2 separate regions of the Rattus norvegicus genome follow, and region 1 is linked to region 2. The links are chromatin contacts, called in public Hi-C maps. All regions are on one chromosome and are shown on one strand. The core of a region is the stretch at or near the end of the contact, and the rest is flanking DNA. Distances in the headings are between cores, read along the strand shown. Region 1 holds the start of Ndrg1 (N-myc downstream regulated 1). Region 2 overlaps Ccn4 (cellular communication network factor 4).

The links. Hi-C and Micro-C count contacts between places; a contact is called where the count stands out from the background.
Region 1: a contact with region 2 is called in a Hi-C map of prefrontal cortex, with 2.9 times the contacts expected there. The contact joins the promoter of Ndrg1 here to the enhancer-like site in region 2. A contact is called at or near these places in 7 of 12 Hi-C or Micro-C datasets (the A7r5 cell line, Schwann cells, kidney and 3 more).

Annotation. Positions count from the first base shown.
Region 1 is chr7:100,611,902-100,616,661 of GRCr8, reverse strand. Ndrg1 (N-myc downstream regulated 1) reads left to right here and starts at 1,760. Exons shown (of 16, transcript NM_001011991.1): 1 at 1,760-1,880.
Region 2 is chr7:100,555,981-100,561,310 of GRCr8, reverse strand. Ccn4 (cellular communication network factor 4) reads right to left here. Exons shown (of 5, transcript NM_031716.2): 3 at 5,228-5,330; 4 at 996-1,189. Among named protein-coding and RNA genes, the nearest start is that of Ccn4, 24 kb to the right of the region's middle. Within about 2 kb of position 3,275, at least 23 of the 93 cell types and tissues checked have an H3K27ac peak or open chromatin away from gene starts, as enhancers often do. A contact at or near this core is called in prefrontal cortex, where this site is marked.

The DNA.
Region 1 (4,760 bases), core at 511-3,010, 57 kb before region 2:
ACAAGTGAGGAAAGATTCTGGGAAAATGATTATTAATGGGGCGACAGACTGCTTAGTCTAAGAGTGTTGTTAATCAAAAAACAAAATGGCTCCCAAATCTGCCAGTGTTCATTCTCATGGCCCTAGGGTCCAGCAGCTCTTGAACATGTAGGTGCTCAGGACAACTACAGATTGAATTAAGCTCAGCTTAGTGATTTTTTTTTTTTTTTGGTTCTTTTTTTCCGGAGCTGGGGACCGAACCCAGGGCCTTGCGCTTCCTAGGTAAGCGCTCTACCACTGAGCTAAATCCCCAGTCCCCAGCTTAGCGATCTTGTATGGATGTCTTGGGAAACTGAAATCTTGGAGCTCAGTTTTGCTATGCTCTCAAAATAAAGAGCTTTCCCTTTTTACTTCCTCCTCCCCCAGTTCCTTAGCACAGGGCAGGCTCAGAAAGCAGCTTCCTAGATATGTATAGACCAAAAGAGTGAGGATTCGGGCACCTAGAGGCACACTGGAGGGTAAAGAAGAGTGGGTACTGAGCCTCTCGACATTTAGTAGGAGGGTGAGGGGAAGGCCACTTGATCATAAAGGTTGAGCTGAGCTGGTGGTTTTGAGACAATGACTGGATGGGGCGTAGGTGTGACTCAGTCTCTCTATAAAAATGTTGTTTTCTTGGTGTTGGGTGTTGAGATTCTCAGCGTGGCTTCACATCAGAGTCAACCCGGGCAGTATTTATTTATTTAGTGTGAATGGGGAGAGTGGGGGTCTGAGGAAAATTTTTGGCAGTGTGCTCTTTCTCTTCACTTTGTGGTTTCCAGGCATGGAATTTAGGTCTTCAGGTTTGGTAGGCCAAGTGTCTTTACCAGATGAGCTATCTTGCTGCACGCACTGACGAGCTTTTTTTTCAAAGCCCCAGCGTCGCTGCACATTCCCAGAGACTCTGACTAAGCTGCTTTTGGGGTGCAGCCAGGATAGCTACCTGCTTAAGAAACGCTTCCTGGAGACTCACACAGGTGTAGGCCAGGGCTGAGAAACCGGTAACAGGCAAGCAGGCCAAGGTTTTAGAACAGCAATGAGAGGAAGAAGGTCCGTGGTTGGAAAGCGAACACCACTCAAGTTCTGGGGACCACAAAAGGCAGTGTGTAGAGTGCTCACTGCTGCCGGGGCAGGCTGGAGCAGTGTCATCTCAGGATAGAAAGGGAGCTGTGGGGCGCCAGGATCGGCGAGAATGAAGGGAGCTAAGCAACGTGAAAGGAACCTGGAGAGAAAGTCTAGTATCTAGGCAGTAAATGGGGATCCGGAGTGACTACGTGGAGACCCAGAGGAAGTGGGGGTTGCCGCCCAGAAGGGCGTGGCGCGGGCAGACGCTTAGGAAACTCGGAGGCGATGGGGGCCACGCGGTCGGGCAGAGAGACACAAGGAAGTCCGCAAGCACACGCACGGGCGCGCACGGGAACATACACTACCACTCCGTACACACACGTCCGCCGCACACGCCGGGGTCCCGAGACCAGATCACAGGGAGGAGCGGCAGGTCGGGCTTGGGCGGGCTTGGCAGTCTCTCCCGACGCGCCCCTGCAAAGGCTTGCGCAACAGGCGGCGGCTCCAACCCGCCCCGCCCAGCCCAGGCAGGGTGCAGTGGGAGCCGGGCGGGGGAAAGGGGTGTGTCCCCGTCCCCTGCTGCGCTGGGAGCCGAGGGTCTGGGAGGGGCGAGGCCCTGGGGGCGGGGCCCCGGCGCCTATTAAATCGTCCTTCGCACGGACGTAAACAAACCTTGCCAGGCTACCCTCTCGAGCTGCCAGCAGATTGCTCACCCATCTTCTTCCCTCTCTTCACCTCCCGCGGGGCGCTGCACCTTCAGCCTTGCTGTTGGCTCCTTTCCGTGCTTCCTTGCTGGTTAGGTAAGCCCTCCGGACCCCTTTTACCTCCGGGGCAAGACAAGGACCCTCAGGAAAACTCGTCTTCGGGGTGCTACTTTACTGGATTCCCCGCCAGTGCTTTGTGGCCCTTGCGAAGACCACAACCCGTGGTCTTCGGTGGCGCCAGCGCCGGAGGGGTCGCTGGCATCCTTGGAGCGTGTTTCAATTATTATAAGGCAGAAAAAGACATGTTGGGTCTCAGCTTTCTCTCTAACTGGGGAAGTGGGATTGAGGGGTTGAAGTTGGGGCGGAGAGCCTAGGAATACCTGGGTCGCGCTTCCTGGCATTAACCCCGAGCCACAGCTGACTCCACTGTCCACTTGGCTCAAGGGGACACTTTGTGTGAGCTCGCGCGTGTGAAGGGGTGTGAATGGGTGATGGGATGACTAGGAAAAGAGCGACTGTGGCATGTGTGTGTATCCAGGGGATGAGAAAGGGTGAGCAGACTTGGCGGGGAGTGTGGAGAAGGGGGCGAAGGTGTGTCTTCTGTGAAGCCTGGTCCCGAAACAGTGTTATCTGAGCCAAGGTTCCCATCCAGTCGCAGAGCCCGGTGCTCTCCAAGCTGTGCGTGTGAGAGAACATGTGTGTGCTGGGGAGAGTCCGGGGTGTGTCCCGGCGCGTGCTGCACGCGCCACAGCGAGTGTTGGCGGCGAGAGCAGCATAGGCAGGGTGCGGCCCTCTAGGTAGTACCGGGTTGGCAATGTGGCTGCGCGGGAGAGGTGGTTTGTGCCTCTAGGGTCGCGCGGGCATCTGGCAGCCCTAGAGTTGGCTGGAGCTCCGAGTGTCGTCATTTTCGCCTCCGCCTACCCCCACCCTCCTTTCTTTCTCCCAGGCGATCCTCCCTGCTGTTCCAGCCGGGAGAGCAGCTGGAACTGCTCCTCAGTTCCCGGGAGACCCGTTGCGGTCTCTGATTCAGCCTGTAGGGGAGATTCGGGAGGGGCGTGCAGAATGCTGCAGGCTCGGGGGAAACAGGCTGTCACCGCCTCTGTCAAATTAGTAGCTGAAGCTAGGATTTGTGGATGGCTTGCTTACTCTGCCACCTTCAGTGTTCCCCTGTCTCTTGCCCATGCTGGCAGTCATCATGGATCCCCCATGTACCGCCCCTTGGGTTTTAATGTGGGAGGACAGCGGATGGGGGAGGGAAGTCCAGTGGTCCGTGTCCTAGAACAGCCTTCAGCTCTCCCTCACAGGCTTCCTGGGCAATTCGGCTTATTTGAGTTCTTGAAGGTCCTGTAGAAGATGGGAAATTCAGGTCAGCCAATGCTTCCCCTCTCCCCCATTCCGTGTTCTGTTGCTTCTTACTGTCATAAATCCCAGCAATTTGCCTATTTCACATGTGTGAGGAGAGAAAGCTAGGTGCAGAGAAAAGCCTCCAACACCAGTTTCAAGGGACTTGCCAACTTCTGGACAGTGGCAGGGAAGGGCCAGACCACTGTTGTATGGGTGTGGTTCAATGGGACGCGGGCCAGGGTGGTGCCAAGTAGGGGCTAAGAAAGGTGTGAGGGAGGCTTTTTAAGGAAGGGCTGGAAAAGCCCCAGGAGAGGCTCTACAGTAGATGCTGTCAGGGAGCTAATGCCTCCTGTGCTGCCTTTGTGGTACTTGGTCTCCCAGTGACCAGTACCAGGAACCTGGGGAAGGAAGACTTTTTCTGCCATACCGAGGACAGTAGCCTGACCCATAGGAAGAGCTAAAATGTACATTAAAAATGACTGGGACAGCTCTGCTCTCTGCCTTGACTCTGGTAGGGATCAGATACAATGCTATGGCTGGAGGTATTGCTTAGTTCCTGGGTCCATTGTAGAGTCTCCTTCTCTGGTAAGCTTTCTCTTGGTGAAGGCAAGCCAGATATTTCTAAGTACTGATTGGGCTCTTTGAAAAGAAAATCCAAACTCCTACACTATCCTTTCTTGTCTTTTGCCACTTTAGAGATGAAAACCGAGATCAGAGTTGGAGAGGTCTGTGTCCAGGTCAGCCAGAGCCAGAACTCTATTCAGAATCTTTTTCTCAGAAGTCTCTTGGTTAGGACTGATTGTTGTTTATTTTTGTTTTTGTTTTTGTTTTTTGTTTTTCCCCTGAATGCTACAGAATATGAATGGGAACTTTTCTTCTTATCGAGTTTCAGGTGAGGTCACTAGGAGAGAAAGGCAAAGTGTAAGTGGTTTTTGCTTTTTTTTTTTTTTTTTTTTGTTTGTTTGTTTGTTCTGAAAGTGTTTAAATCAGGTGCTGAAGTAGAAGCAAAGTCAATTCAGTGAGAAAGAGACAAGGATCACATCCCCTCTGCCTGGTGGTTTTCTGAGTTAGGTACCTCTCCCCTCAACCCCCAACAGTGCTGAGGGCCCTGGGTGCATTGACCCCTGGTGGCCTGAACTAGCCCCAGCAGGGGTCAGAAAGAAGGCAATGTGCTTTTCTGATATCCCAAAAGCTGCAGGGCTTCTCTTATGACCTAGCTCCAGAGGAGTCATCAAAGGTCCCGTACCTTCTGAGGAAGTTAGTGTAATGACTAGCACTGAGGGTGTGGTGTGGCCAGAACAGGACAAGTATAGGATAGGAAGAAAGTCTGGAACAGGATAGACAGAGCATCCCAATGTCCTTAGGTCTTCAGTCTCCACAGGGATGCTGCGTGGGCCATATCATCTCTATTGAGTGGATGAGAAAACCAAAGGCTTATATGAAACTATAGGGCTAAAAGTGGGAGAACCACACAGAACCTTTGAGGTCAGTCCTCAAATCCTTTGTGTTCTAGCATAACAATATATCCAGGTGCTTGAAGGAAGCAGGGCAGCAGAATGAGACATGTAGAGATAGTCACAGGCTTTGTACCTTAGCTGCCCTCTTCTATTAAGGTAGAATAACACAGACAAT
Region 2 (5,330 bases), core at 2,026-4,525:
AGATCAGGGTCCTTGTTCTTATTGCTCCTACACTTGATCTTAGCCAAAAGGCCGAGAAGCGATTCTTATTGCTCCTTATACTGGGTCTTTTACACCCATACTTCCAACTAGGAGACATTCAATAAGGACCTGTTGGCAACAAAGGTCGGCATAGCAGAGTGTGAAAAGTAGGAAGGAAACTGTGGTATCCATCAAAGGTGGCAACGTGCTGTACTAAGGATAGGAGCAAGCCCCATGTCTGATTATGGTAGGAAGCAGGGAACCCTTTCCTCAGCATCTGAAGAACCTACCATGCTCCATCCACAAACAGAGCTGGGGATGAGCCTGACAAGTTTTCTTTGCTTGATAAAGCATCAAGTGGGCCAAACACTAAGTTGTGAGTGAACGGTATTGAATTAGACAAGGAAGACCCATGCCTAAAGCCCAGGGCTGCAAATCAGCCTTTTGCAATTTAGTATAAGTGTCCTTCATGATGTTCTTATATCATCTTAGACTCTAAACACAGGGAGGTGTTCAGAGATTAATACCAATGTTATATTCAAAGGAAAGGAGCTGAAAATTAATAGCTAGAGACTGCCCACAGCTGTGAACACTAACAGGAGAGAGGCATTTGACCCCATGTGTTTCAAGTTCTAGTTCACAGTCCTCACACTGCCCAGGTAGCTGTCCTGTGCCTATGTAGGTGGATGTGGGAAGCCAAGGGGATGAAAGATGGTGCAGGTCTCTCAGAATCACTACACAAAAACTACTGTGGGTGGCTCCTGATTTCCCCTTGGAGAGATCTTGCTTCTGATGGGGCAAGAACTACAAAAGCATTCATTCAGTGGAATCCATTGTGGAAGAGCCTAGCAGCCCAACCACAGACCTGCCTGGTCCCTTTCACTATTTCCATCTAATAAACGACTCCCAAGAAGTTTAGAGGCCAGGCTCAAGCCAGCTGTACATGCTCACCATGCCTTTACCTGTCCAAGGTGTCTACCCCCCTCTGGATTTACCTTGATGTGTGGTCGGATGTCCACATCACATGGCCGCAGGTTGCAGAGGCGACTTTCCTGCTCTGGCCAGCACCGCGCATTGACATTAGAGATGCGAGTCGAGATACCTAGGCCACAGGTTGTTGAGCAGGGACTCCAGGGGCTAGTGTAGGCTATGCAGTTCTCATACCGTTGCTCCACTGCACCCGAAGCTGCTGTAGAGGAACACCAGAGTACCCATGAGTCTGTAGCCTCCACGAGCTCGCCCAGCCCTCACCATTACCAAGAAAAAAAAATACGTTTAGAATTAATGAGATTCAGAAAGAGGCAGAGACCAATAGATATGTGAATGATTAAAACAAAGACAGACAGACAGAATTGGGCTGTTTCTCCCCACAGGAGGACATGGGAATTGTATTCTCCTCCTTAACATTTTCTTTTCTGACCAAGAGATGCAACATAAAAATCACAGAAGAAAACTCATCATTAGAACCAAGTGGACCCCAGGTCTCTATGATGGTTACTATTGACTGTCAATTGGACAGGGTCTAGAACCACCTAGGTGACAGGCCTCTGGGTATGTCTGGCAAGGATTTTCTACGTTGGATGAAGTGAACTGAGAAGACCTACCTTAACTATGGGCATGAACTGGGGTTCCAGACCAAATAGAACGAAAAAAGTGGGCTAGGCACCAATATTCATCCCTTCCCTCCTTCTAGACAGGATGCCAATGACCAGACACTACCTCCTGCCCCTGCTACCTTTTCCACTGTGATGAATGGTATCTCCGTTTTTTTCATTATGAGATTTTATTTTTACATTTATTTTTACTTGTGTGTCTGTGTCATGTCTGTGTATGTGTGCCATGTATATGCTTGTCCTGGTGGAGACCAGAAGAGGGCATCTGAACCCCTGGAACTGGTGTTACAGGCAGTTGTGAACCACCAGGTAGCTCTAAGTGCTGGGAACCAAACTCGGATCCTTTGGAAGAACAGCAAGCACTCTTCAAATCTGAACCACCTCTCTAGCTCCTGCATCTCTTTGTAAAATGTAAAGCAAAATAAACCCTTTCTCTCTTAAATTGTTTTTCTTTAGATATTTTGTTACAGCAACTAGAAAGGTAAGCGATACAGTGAACATCTACAAGCTATGCTATCTTCCCCAGTTCTTGCTGGGCCTCAGTCATTGCATTAGAGGGATATCTACCTTGTAGGGCTACTGGAAAAGGGTGTAGATTTTGACTAAGTTTATGCTAAGCATCTGCAAGGCACTGAGCAGGGTCTGTTAAAAAAGAGACTGTCCATCCTACTGCCTCTCAGAAATGAAGTATATATGTGAAAGTTCAAAGGTGAGTCGCACGTCCTAGCCCCTGACATCCCATCTCAGTAATTTCAGAACAGAGTAGCTGAAGAGACCATAGACTTCTGTGTCATACTTCTTGAGTTTATCTCTCTGCACTGCACTTGCTTTCAAGTTGTAATCTCATCCATAGGCCTCAGTTCTCCATTATTAAAGAGATTAAGAATGGCATTCCAAGGTCCTGGATCTGAGAGGACAGTCACACATGTGACAGTGCATCAGATGCCCCTGGATTAGTAAATCCCTGTACATGCCAGCTGGTCCCATTACTCAACTATGGACCCCTTGTATTATTTGCTCCTAACTGGTCCTATGAATCTACAGGGCCCAGCATCTGATCGGTGCATGCTTTGCTAGTGGTGAGCAGTGGGGAGAGTGGTGAGCTATGGAGGGAGACAAGCAGATAGATGGCAGACAAGGCAGAACAGCTTGCAGGAAGATGGGACAGACAGACAGACAGACAGACAGACAGACAGACATTCCACCTGTGTTCTCAGGAAATGGAAGAAAGGGGTTGGGGAGAGATGACAGAGAGACAGAGAGAGAATGACATACACACAGACACACAGAGACAGAAAGGCAGACACAGAGAGACAGAGACAGACAGAGGAATGGAGAGACAGGGAGAGAAAGAAAGACAGACAGAGAGAATGAAAGCAAGGAGAGACAAGGTAATCAAAAAATGAGAGAAGGAAGAGACGAAACACACACCAGGTAGACAAGGAATCTATTTAGGGTAACAGCTCTTCATACAGTCCCTGGAGCTTGAAGGTATGCAGCAGGCACTGCTGGTGAGTGAATTTGGGAGTCAATTTGAGAGAGGGAGGGCCTCCCCCACACAGGAGGGAGAAAGCAATGGAGGCATCCAAGGACAGAAGCGGGCAGTCTGGGATGAGCTGGCTGGGAGCCTGGAGCGGGCATGGAGGGAGGGATTTGTCAAGGAGGCTGAGAGGATAAAGGGCTTTGGTTTCTGGGTCTCCTCCATACTGCTGCAGGGCCTCTGCCTGGGATGGCTAAGAACTGGGTCACTGGGTCACACACAATGGGCAGGCAGCCTCTGCTTTCCTCCACCACCCAGGGACTATTGTGCTATACTAAAAGCAGGTTTCGTGGGCGGAGCTGCCATGCTTCCCTGAGCTACCAGGGACCAAACCTTCCCTGCTACCGGCTTTCATCTCTACCACATTGTTTCTCCATATGGGAGATTTTGTTCCCTAAGTCACATTTGTTATGTAAGATCTGGAGTTGATTCAGATGGTCGCAATTTGGGGAGGTGTTGCTGTCATCTAAAGGGACTGTCTAGGGATGCTGCCAAGCCTGTAATGCCCCTGCCCCCACAAAACCAACCCTCCCAACCTTTTAATCTTCAGTGCTGCTGGCACCAAGGCCAAGAATGCAGCTCCACATAGTCTCTGAGCAAACTCACACATTTAAACATTTTAAAAACATTAGCACCCCCAAAGTCCAGTGGTAAGCAGTCTTCTCTCCTTTGGGGTTACCTGCCTCAGAGGCATTTTCCTTTAACAGTGCCCGCATTCTGTGGTCTGTGTGTTAGATTCTCTTGGATTCTCCTCATTTCCCCAGACTCTGTTTCTTCATAGTCTCTGGCCTCCTCTTCTCTTGTCTATTCCTCAAAAGCCACGCTTCCTAGCTCTCTACTCCAGGCTCCTCTGTCTCACTGTGTGTGTTATTCCCAGGACATATCAACGGGCGGCCAGCAGCTGCTCTAAGCGGAGCTCTTTTCCTGTGGGACTCCCTCGGTGAGGTTGCCCTCATTGGATGTCTCTCCCTCTGAGCTCTCCTCAAACTCAGCCTGCTCATGCCAAGCAACTCACCAGCTCCCTAAAACATGGTCCTCTGCTTGTATTCTCTCTCTCCTGGGACAGTGGCCAGTCCCAGGAGCCACGCTTCATTCCTTCCACTACGCCATGCACAGCATAGATGCTAGGCCTTGAGTCGTCCAGCACTGATTCTTGCTCTTATCCTTTCATCACTTTTGTCCCCTCTGCCCTAGCTCAGAAGCCTAACTATGCATAAATATTCACCACCATCTAATCAGACAGCATCTGTGTACATCTATCCTTTATCTACCCATCTATCACCCATTCATCCATTGTAATTATCTGTCTATCTACATCTATATCTATCTATCTATCTATCTATCTATCTATCTATCTATCTATTTTATTCCACATATCTGTTTTCCATCCATTATATAACCATTCTCTCTCCATGCATGCATTCATATGCCGTCTGATTTAGCTATTCATCCATCCATCTACTTCTCTTCCCTTCTCCCACCATTTCTCCTCTATGCATCTATCCACATGTCTATAGATTCTTAGTGCAGCACACACCCATCATCTAGCTATGATCTATTCACCCATATATCCAGCCACCTGTAGCCGAACACCTATGTGGCTACTTCTGCAAACACTAGCTGGATATTTTCCAAATATCTGGCAAGTGCATCAAGCTCCAGCAGGCAATGGTGAATAAATCACATCCCTGTCCTTGCTCCCAGGGCTTCTTCTTATCAGGCTTACCTAGATAAAGTTCCTGCTCATGCGACCATAGCAATAGAATCCTTGAGTTATCTGGAAGACCAACTAGTCCTCCCTAGACCCTGCCACCTGCTCTTCTCTCTAGTTCCTGGGGGACTGCAAATGTCATGCCAGGCTTTTAAGCTGGGAGAAGCCCATAAGGAAGGCAGGAAAGATGGTGTTATTTGCATTTTAAAGATAGGGAATTTGGGTCCCAGACAGCACATCCGCAAAGCCACTGGTGAGTTGTGGAGACGGTAATGGCCTGGGGGCTTGATTTATGAAGAGAACATTAGAAATTTAGGGGCTCTGTGATACCCAGAGATTCCACTTGTCCCTGCCCACTCTTACCAAAGGCTCTGGTGTCCAGCAGTGCAGTCTGGCGTGGCCTCCTGGCATCATCATCACATACCCATTGTTCACAGCACTGGCCAGGGACTCTCACGTGACGGGG